Regions from separate parts of the Capsicum annuum genome. Here region 2 is linked to region 1. The links are chromatin contacts, called in public Hi-C maps. All regions are on one chromosome and are shown on one strand. The core of a region is the stretch at or near the end of the contact, and the rest is flanking DNA. Distances in the headings are between cores, read along the strand shown. Region 1 holds the start of LOC107855425 (phosphoethanolamine N-methyltransferase 1). Region 2 has its middle 7.4 kb from the start of LOC124899330.

Region 1 (4,919 bases), core at 718-3,217:
CAATAAAATCCACTGCTACGAGCTCCCCAGCCTTCTTGGCTAAGTCTCCTGTGAAACGACCAATACCAGCACCCAATTCCAACACGGATTTCCCTTCATATGACGGGAGCAGTGAAAGCACCTACATGACAAATCACAAATAGTTTAGTGGATTGGCCAATACAGTTTCTTACAGCACATCTTGTGAATTCACAAAATGAACCATGATAAAATGATAATTAAACCTTTTTAAAAATGAACTCAAAGTTCTTAACCTCCAAAAGAAAAGTCGTAATAAGCAAAATACATCAGTCAAAACTAAAAATAAACCACCATGCATAACCACAGAACTTAGTTAACGTTAGTTGGTTTTGGATCAAAATCCCTCTGCCAATTATTGAAGCTCAAATTCCCTGCAAATAAGCTGCATATTTTTTTGATAAGATGCATCAAAATCCCTCTGCCAGTGTGCGGCTGCATATCTTTGGGCCTATTGACTCTGTACGTTTAGGAAACATTTGTGAGGTATTTAAACGGATCGTACTTGGGGATAATGTGATGTTTATTCTTTTTCATAGTGGAGAACTCTATATTAATGCCTCCAGGATGTCAACTTGACAGAACTTGTTAAATCCTTCTGTTATTTTTTCTTCTACAATCAGTATTATACAACACTTTATCTAATGAACCCTGGAAACAGGCATGAAAAGTAACAGATAGTCAATCTTCATCCAGGATTTGTGACTAGTACAGAGGATAAAAACTTGCATTGCGCACAATAGACCCTTGTGATCCAATCTTTCCCTGGACCTAGTGTATAGCTGGAGCTTAGTGCATCCGGTTGCCCTTTGTAGAGGACAAAGACTTGCTACTAAGGGGTCGCAAGCAAAGCAACTCCCACACTTTTGGTAAATGGGAGGAACCAATCCGGTGTAGATTAACTAGGTTCCACACTCAAACTAAGTATGAAACTATTACATCAACAAGGAACATGGAAACAATTACATAAAGAATCATATATACCTCATGCCTATCCTCTTTATCAAGATCAGATGATTCAAGATCATGCACATGCATCATTGCCTCCAATTTAAGTCCAGCAGTTTTCTCGATCCAATAACTCTTTTGAATCTCACGCTCTTGTCCTATTCCTACACATAAGACGTTCATATTCTAAGCATCAGAAAATATCCAACTCAAACCAAAAAAAAAAGGAAAAAAGAAAAAACAAGAAACCAATAAGTTCAAATTGTGTGCACTCTCTCATCTAAAAACATACAATTAGATAGATGATATGCGAATCACACCCCAAAAGCTCGCTATTAAGATGAGAGAGCCCAAGGTGGACTCAAAGTTCCATACCAAGCTTTCCCTCTACCACAAGTAGGCAACTCTCCCTCAGGTAGCCCTTTTCAAATCAGGTCGAACCAAACCCCAAAAGCTGGCTATAAGTTAGCGCCAAAGTTATATAAGCCTCACATCAGCTCAACATTTAACTGACGTGGGACTCAAGTAGCATACCTTGCAATCGGATCATAACACACGTCTACTTTGTTTCAATTTACAACACTACTTTCTTTACGCAAGATATGATTATTTTGGTAGTGACACATAGAAAAACATTTTTGTTTGTTGATGAATGTCGTATAGAGACTGAACTCGAGACCTTTACATGTTCTGATATCATGTGAACTGTATGGACTGTTTCATGTAAAAGTTTTAAGTTTCATTACCTGGAGCCATAGTTGTGTAGAAGGTTGTGATGTTTCAATTACAGAAATGGAAATAGCTGAAGATGGAGGTTAACAACCTTCAACAGCAATACGAGATCTAGAAAAAGTCCTTGATTTACAATTACTAATTCTACCTCTCTGCTGCATCATCTGTACCAACAATATGTTAAATGGTTTTTCTTCTACTTTATAGACACAACAAAAGTATTGCAAAGAGAGAACTCTGCTGATACTTCTGCTGTTTATGTAACACTTCGGAAAGCAACATTGATTTATTAAGTAGTTTTACCGTAAAAATATTAAGTTACTTCGCTGCACTTTTTAACCGTAGTATTAACCGTATTCTGTTTGTTTCTTGCTTTTGATATCTGCCATCATTGACGGAGCCAGAAATTTTACTAAGGGGATAAGGGGATTCACAAATGAACATATGAACTAATCGAAGGGGGTTCGATATCTACTATATATCCATAATAAATAATTTTAATCATATATATATATAGTATAATTTTCCGTCGAAGGAGGTTCGGACAAACCCTGATTATCTTTTTTTTGCAAACTATCAAAGGCGGATTTAGGATTTTAGGCTTATGGGTTGATTTGAACTAGAGTATAGTGTGTGAGATACTACTTCAAATCTCTTTTAAACCATTGAGCCAACTAACAACTTTGTTAATGAATTCCTTACTTATTATTTTTATATATTTAATAAATTTTTAATATATACAAGACATACAAAAATGCTTGGGTATTCCGAAAACCCCCTCCCGCAATGTTAGATCCGCCCCTATTTATATGTTCTGCACTACTTCCCTTACTAGTTTCTATTTCTTCTTCATTGTCATTTTCTTTTGCAAACACTTTGATTCAACACTTGAGTAGAGGATATTCAAAAATATTCTTCTAAGAATAAGGTAGCGCATGCTCTACCTTTTTAGATCGTAATTAAGAGATTTCACTATTATTATTGTTATAGTGTCTCTAGTGAGATGATTTGTAACTGAGTAGATATAAGTTAGTTTATATCATAAATTTTTAAAATGGCATAAATTTTTAAAATGTTTTTGCATTCCTAAATTTTATGCTCAATTAATTATCATCTCATAAATTAAAATAAAAAAATATTTTTAGTACTATATATTAAAGCTCTAATATTCTAAATAAAATTTTTGTTTTCACAAGTGCGGTTGAAAATGGCTAAAATTCAGCTTTCATGAGCAAACTTATGTTTATTAGGGAAAAGGTGAGTAATGTGATGTTGAATTTAATTAATCTTTTGTTTCTTTGCTTTTCTATATATTGCCATATTGGTAGCCTAGTGCCTGAATATTTTAGTTTAAAAGCTTAACATTGGATCAAGAGAATAATTGTCGTCCTCTTTATCATTAATCTGGACTTTGAAGTTTTTAATCATTTCTCATTTGTTATAAAAATACCATGAGATTTTTCATTTTGTTTGTCTTCTTCACAAATCACATGTATAGTAGTGCCATCACCAACTCCAAAGAAAAGATTAGTTTAGGTCACGTGGTATTATCATTGTAATTATTAAAATGCGTTAAAGATATATTAAGGCGTCATTTTTGTTTTCATTTGGTAAAGGTGGACATGCGCACTTTAAAAAATTCACTTAAACCTCTCACCTAAAACCTGTATCTATCAGGCTTCTAACTCCTCAAATTTTGATCCAATAAAATCTTTTTTACCTAATCAGCAATAAATATAGAGTATATGTAATACATTCACCTGACGTGATAAAATTAATCAATTTAAAAAAAATATGTGGCAAAAAAAATAACTATATTTAATTATCATTTAATAATAATTTTTTAATTAAAAAAAAAAGGAACCCCCCCCAAACTAGTCGCCGCCCCCGCTTACTTGCTGAAGAACAAAAAAACGCAACAAGGCTGTTTCAAGTAGGGATGGGTATTTGGTTTATTCGGTTTGAATGTTGAATATCGATTTGATTTTTGGATTTTTGGATTGATGAAAAAGAAAATCATAACCAAATCAAAATTATTTCGGTTTGGTTTGATTTTTACAAATTCGATTCGGTTATTTCGGATTTTTATTTCGATTTTAAAAATTAAAGTAGTGAGCATTTAAAATTGGTGATTTTTCTAGAAGAATAATCTTTTTTTCAAATCTATTTTTCATTCCCAAATATAATTAATTCAATACACATGAAATAACCATAAATATCGACCTCGCTGAGTTATCGCCATAGGCATGACAACAGTGGCCACACTCGGCAGCAGCTGTCGACGGTAGTGACGAACTGAGTAAACGACTGCCGACTGTCGTTGGCGATGTTGGAATTTCAAACAAACTGACGAATTGAAAATGACTAAGCGCCACTACAGCTTAGACTGTTAGGGTCAAAAGCAAAGCAATATATTAGAATTTAGGGTTACTAAATGATTATAATTATATGTTTATATGTTATATTAGATTGTATTATATTTTTAGTATATTTACATAAATAATAATAATAATAATATATACATATATATATATATACATATATATATATATATATAAATTATAATATATTATTTATATAATTTTGGTTTTCGGTGTATTCGAATTATTTTTTTGAAAATTCGAAAATCAAACCGTTTAACCGAATTTTAAAAATTGAAAACCGAAACTAATCCGAAAAAATAAAAAAACAAAATCAAAATTAAATTTCAATTCGATTTTTTGATTTTTTTGGTTTAAACCAAAATATGCCGGCCCTAGTTGCAAGATCTCCGTAACCAAATCGAAACAACTTTATCAATCGGTCATCCTTCTGCTATTGATGCCAAAGAAGCTATGGACAAAGTCTTGGCTCTCGACACGGCCTATCCTTTACCTCTTCTTAGTGTAATGTTAGAGCAATTTCCATCTTCTGTTGAACCTGCTGTTTGGTGGCCTTAACAACATCGAAGGAAGCCCAACAATGGAAACGAATGGAATGGATGGAACAATAAACTGGAGGAAGAAATGAAAGAAATAAATAAAGGGAATTTTGGGCATAAAATACCAAGAAGAATATATAACCCTCGAGAAAAAGGCCTTGAAACTGAACAAGCTTTTAGCCATTTCCGGTCCATTGTTCACAGGCCTAGCAGCAGTTGGCTCAATGTTTATAATGTTTATAGAATCGTCCTCACACACTATTGGAACCTTAAAGTTTTGATGAATGACAATATGAATGAA
Region 2 (4,919 bases), core at 1,156-3,655, 57 kb before region 1:
AAAAAATTGCCCATGTGCATTCTCACTAAATTAGTTCCTTGGCCTTTAGGTGCCCGTTTGGACAATTTTTTTCTTTTATAAAAGAAAAAGGTTTTAAAATATTATATATAGTTATATATTGAAGGAGGTGAGTAAAAATATATTTTTTAAGCCCAAACAACAAAAATAAGTCTACAGGTGAAAGGTAAGGGATTCAGCAATTATGACTTACGGCTTATAAATTACAACATAAGCAGTTAAAAAAACCTCAAATATTCAAGTTGCAAGAAAAGAAACTAATAATAATCCTCACACAATTTGAATATTGAAACAAAAAATATTATAGAGCCCTAAAATAGTAATAATAAACTACAAAAACATTTAACCTACTAAAATCATAACACAAAATTAAAATAGTGAAGTAAAATCACTGATCTTGAATTCTTGATATCTATCTTCATTTGAAGTCTTCAAAAGCATATATTTACTTTCCCACTCCGCAGCACATGCAAATAAAAATAAGGCATAGTCTCACAATAAGTACAATTGCAGAAATTTTAACGAATATTTCAACCAACAAATTGAAGGTGAAGAAATCTAATTAACATTATACGTAGAAATAATTAATTAACTAACATTTTATGTAGAATAATCTGTTTTTGAATTTATTATAAAATCTAACATCATTTTTTAATGATTGTTATAAATACACTTCTATAATAATTTCTTTCACAAAATTGATTTTAGCTTAGGATTCTTGGAGGGGTGAAGAGATATGTAAATGACTTGATTGGTAAAAAGAATCAAGATGTAATAGGTATTAATTAATTCCCACGAGATTCAAGAAAGTCTCAAAGCATGTCAAGTTGCCAGAAACTAAAACAAACTAATGGCAAGTCTTATATAAGTTCAATGAATTAAAATAAAACAACCTATATAGAATCTTAAATTAAAATAAATGAACTATATTAAATCAACTAAAACTTTAAAACTAGAAAAATATAAAGCAAAAATTAAATGATCTTCATACTCAAAGTCCTGCTAAACTAAGTGAGGAGGAATTTGATAGTGAGTCCAACTGCAGCCATCTTAACGAATATATCTAAAATATGTGGTAAATAAGATTGTGGTTTGACGAATCCAATGTACTTAGATTATGAGGGATATTTATAGTGGGGATTTTGTATTTTTTTTTTCTCAAGTGTATGTATTAAACACATAAATAAGAAGGAAAGTATGAATAAGGTAATAATTGGACTACATATAAGGAAACTAGTGTGAATTATTATTAGTGCAAATATATGTAAGGAAATTAATGTGAATTACTATTAGTGTAACAAGGAAATATATAGTACGAGTTTCAATTATTCTGTAGGGAACAATTAGTAGGATTATTTTTGTAGGAGAATCTTGAATATCACAAGAAACTCTTAAGGATAAATTAGGGCCATATGTATAGTTGCAGCCGAACAACTTAAGATTACAATAATGAAAGCCTCATTTCTATACAACATGTGGGATTCATTATTATTTTAGGACTTGTTTTAAACCTAATAATTTGTTTTGGGAGAAAAAGAAATACCACAATATATCGATACAAAAATGGAATTAAAAAGAACGAGCAAATTGTGACTTTGAATGCAAATTATTAAGGCTAGGAGAGTTGACATAAATATCGAAAAATAAAAAATCGGACCTAATTAAACTGATTCGGTTCAAGGTTCTACCATGCACTAAAGAACTAAAGTTTAATTTTAAAAAAATAATATTTTAAATTACATTTAATTTATATTCTCCGCCAAAAAAAAAAACAACAGCTTTGCTCGATACCCGATGGTGAGATGAGATTGGATAGAGATATTTACTCTAATTTGTCTTTATTTAAAACTGGTCAAATCGAGAATCAAATCAATAATATAATAACTTGAATAATAAATCGATATATAGTCAAATTATTAAGCCATTAACTCAAATTATTAATCTAATTATCGATTTGAGTTATTGACTTGATTGGTAAAAAGAATCAAGATGTTTAGGTATAAATTCACGTGAGCTTCATGAAAGTCTCAAAACATATCAACTTGTCAGAAATTAAAACAAACTAATCAGTTGCGGAGCCAAAATGTTAATTAAGGGGGTTCGAAAGTGCATAGACAAACTAGTCGAAGGGGGTTCAACATATACTATATATATATAAAAAATAATTTTAACCGTTTATAAATAGTGTAATTTTTCGCCAAAGGAGGATACATCCAAACCCCTGAATATATGCTACATCCGCCACTGAAACTAATTGCAACTCATATATAATTTGAATGCTAAAATACAGCGACCAACATAGAATCCTAAAATTAAAATAAACGAACTATAAATCAACTAAAACTTAAAAACAAGAAGAAGAAATTAAATGTATCTTCTAGTTGATCTTCATTACTCAAAGTCCTGCAAAACTAAACTAATCTGAATCCCCTCCACTAAGTAAAAAATAGGCGATTATACTGAGGACAAATCTGATACTGAGTATAAATGCACTGACTTTAACGAATATATCTACCATTTTTGGTAAATAATAAGATTGGGGTCTGTGGAACCCAAAGTACCACATGAAACAGATGACACATACTTCCATCAAACCAGAGAGTATGATTAAAAGGCATGGTATAACACCAGTTTTTGCCATGTTTATTTTACTATATTGTTGAGAGCTTAGATTATGAGGGATATTTATAGTGGGAAATGTGTATTTTTTTTTTTTCCCTTAAGAGTATGTATTAAACACATAAATAAGAACGAAAATTGAAATTAAGGAAATAATTGGACAACATATAAGGAAATTAGTGTGAATTATTATTAGTGTAAACAAGGAAATAATTGAACAACATACGTAAGGAAATTAATGTGAATTACTGTTAGTATAAACAAGGAAATATAGAGTATGAATTTCAATTATTGTGAAAGGTAACAATTAGCAGCTTTTCGTTTATGGACTTATTAATTCCTCTGTCCAACTTTAATTGACGTTTAACTTGTTCTTATTTAATAAAGGTAGATATTTTTATAATTTTAAGGTTATAGTTAGAAATAATTGTCAATTTCAGTTTTGAATTTTTAAAATGATGATTATTTTGATGTAACTTTTTTGAGCTAAAATAATAGTTAAAATTAAATAGATGGAATAAGTTAGTGCGAATTATTATTAGTGTAAACAGGGAAATAATTGAACAACATATGTAAGGAAAATAATATGAATTACTATTAGTGTAAACAAGGAAATATAATCTGAATTTCTTTTCTCTCAAACTATTGTGGTGATGATAATTAGTAGTTTTTTCGTGTAATTAGGGGCTTATTGCTTCAATTGGTGCCACTCTATTTGTCCTATTTTAATCGCTCTTTAACTTTTCCTTATTCAATAAAGATAAATATTTCTATAATTTAAGGTTATAGTTGAAAATAATTGTTAAATTTAGTTTCGAATTCTTACAGTAATGATTATTCTGATCTAACTTTTTTGAACTAAAACGATAGTTAAAATTAAATGATATGAAATAAAATTATACACACTTTGTTATAAATACACCATATACAGTGAATGTCTACTTTACCATATATAGTGAATACCTATTTTGCCATATATTGTATATGTCTATTTATGGAAAAGTTACAAACCCCCAGGTTAGTTTTCTCCCTATAAATAAAGGAGTTTTCCTTCATTGTAATTCATCCCTTAAGAGAAATAAGAATTATTTTCTCTATTCTCTCTACTCTTCTTCTTCTTGTTCTTTATTATTTTATAACACGTTATCAACACAAAATTCTACCAAACAAGATGAGATTATAAATCTAAAGGTAATTTCAAGGTTAGTAATTCCTTATGTTATTATCTTTTGCTACTAATAATATAATTATTGTTGGATTTGAGGAAAAATAATTGGTTTGGAACCATTATATTTTAAATTTATTCCTCAAGAACAATAATATCAAAAGGGATGATAATATGTTGGGTTCAAATCCCATTGATTTATGCCTAAAACGCCTATTTATATGGGTAATAAGACGTTGAGTGTGAATTTCAATGCACTATATTGATGATATTATGATGGCTAGGGCAAAATAATGAGTATTTGGTGAAATATATCCATTGATATGCTCCATGAAGTGAACATGATAGCAATATATGATGAATCTTAAAGTTGACAACTTGCTCCATTCTTGAAGTGAATGCGGTAGCATGAATAATATGTCTTAAAGAAGACAAGTGATGATATTTTCACATACTTATTGTGATTATAATTAAAGATATGTTAAGAGAAAAATTCTCTACATTATATATATGTCTCGATTTACTCTTGAAGTATCAATATCATGAAAGAGGTTATAAGCTATCAAAATTTGATAGGCTGAAGGCACTATTATATTTCATTCTTGAGGAATGAGGATTTCGATTGTTTCAATACAAATGTGTACTTGATTGTGATGGTATCACAATTCACCTCCGAAAAAGGCTGAATAACTGAGAAGAGTTATTGTGAAATCTACTTCTAAAGTAGTAAATCTGAAATTTATTCATGCAATAGTAAATCTGAAATTTACTAAAGTGAAAAATACATGTCATGATAAACTTGGAGTTTACTAGTATAAAAGTTCATAAATTGACATGAACGATTGCGACATCTTAAAGATGTGCATATTAAGTATTAAACATATATTGAAGAATTCAAAAATTCTTCATGAATTTTAATGTTGTTTGTTCTCATGATACGTTGGTTGGACCAACTAATTTTGGGATTAGATCCCTTAAAATCTGAAAAATATAAAAGGTGAATATGGGCCCGTTCACCAATCATGTGATCAATTAAGATGCATCGATATAAGATGATCACATGTGCATTTATTGTCAACCTGCAGTTTGACATTCATAAAATTTCTTGCTCAATAAA

The links. A called contact is a pair of places that touch in the nucleus more often than the background predicts.
Region 2: a contact with region 1 is called in a Hi-C map of leaf, with 1.9 times the contacts expected there. The contact joins the enhancer-like site here to the promoter of LOC107855425 in region 1. A contact is called at or near these places in 2 of 5 Hi-C or Micro-C datasets (bud and leaf).

The regions. Positions count from the first base shown.
Region 1 is chr6:207,900,100-207,905,018 of UCD10Xv1.1, reverse strand. It overlaps LOC107855425 (phosphoethanolamine N-methyltransferase 1), which reads right to left and starts at 1,967. Exons shown (of 12, transcript XM_016700438.2): 1 at 1,713-1,967; 2 at 1,003-1,130; 3 at 1-121. The coding sequence starts at 1,722.
Region 2 is chr6:207,957,852-207,962,770 of UCD10Xv1.1, reverse strand. No RefSeq gene overlaps it. Among protein-coding and RNA genes, the nearest start is that of LOC124899330, 7.4 kb to the right of the region's middle. Within about 2 kb of position 2,405, at least 1 of the 5 cell types and tissues checked has an H3K27ac peak or open chromatin away from gene starts, as enhancers often do. A contact at or near this core is called in leaf, where this site is marked.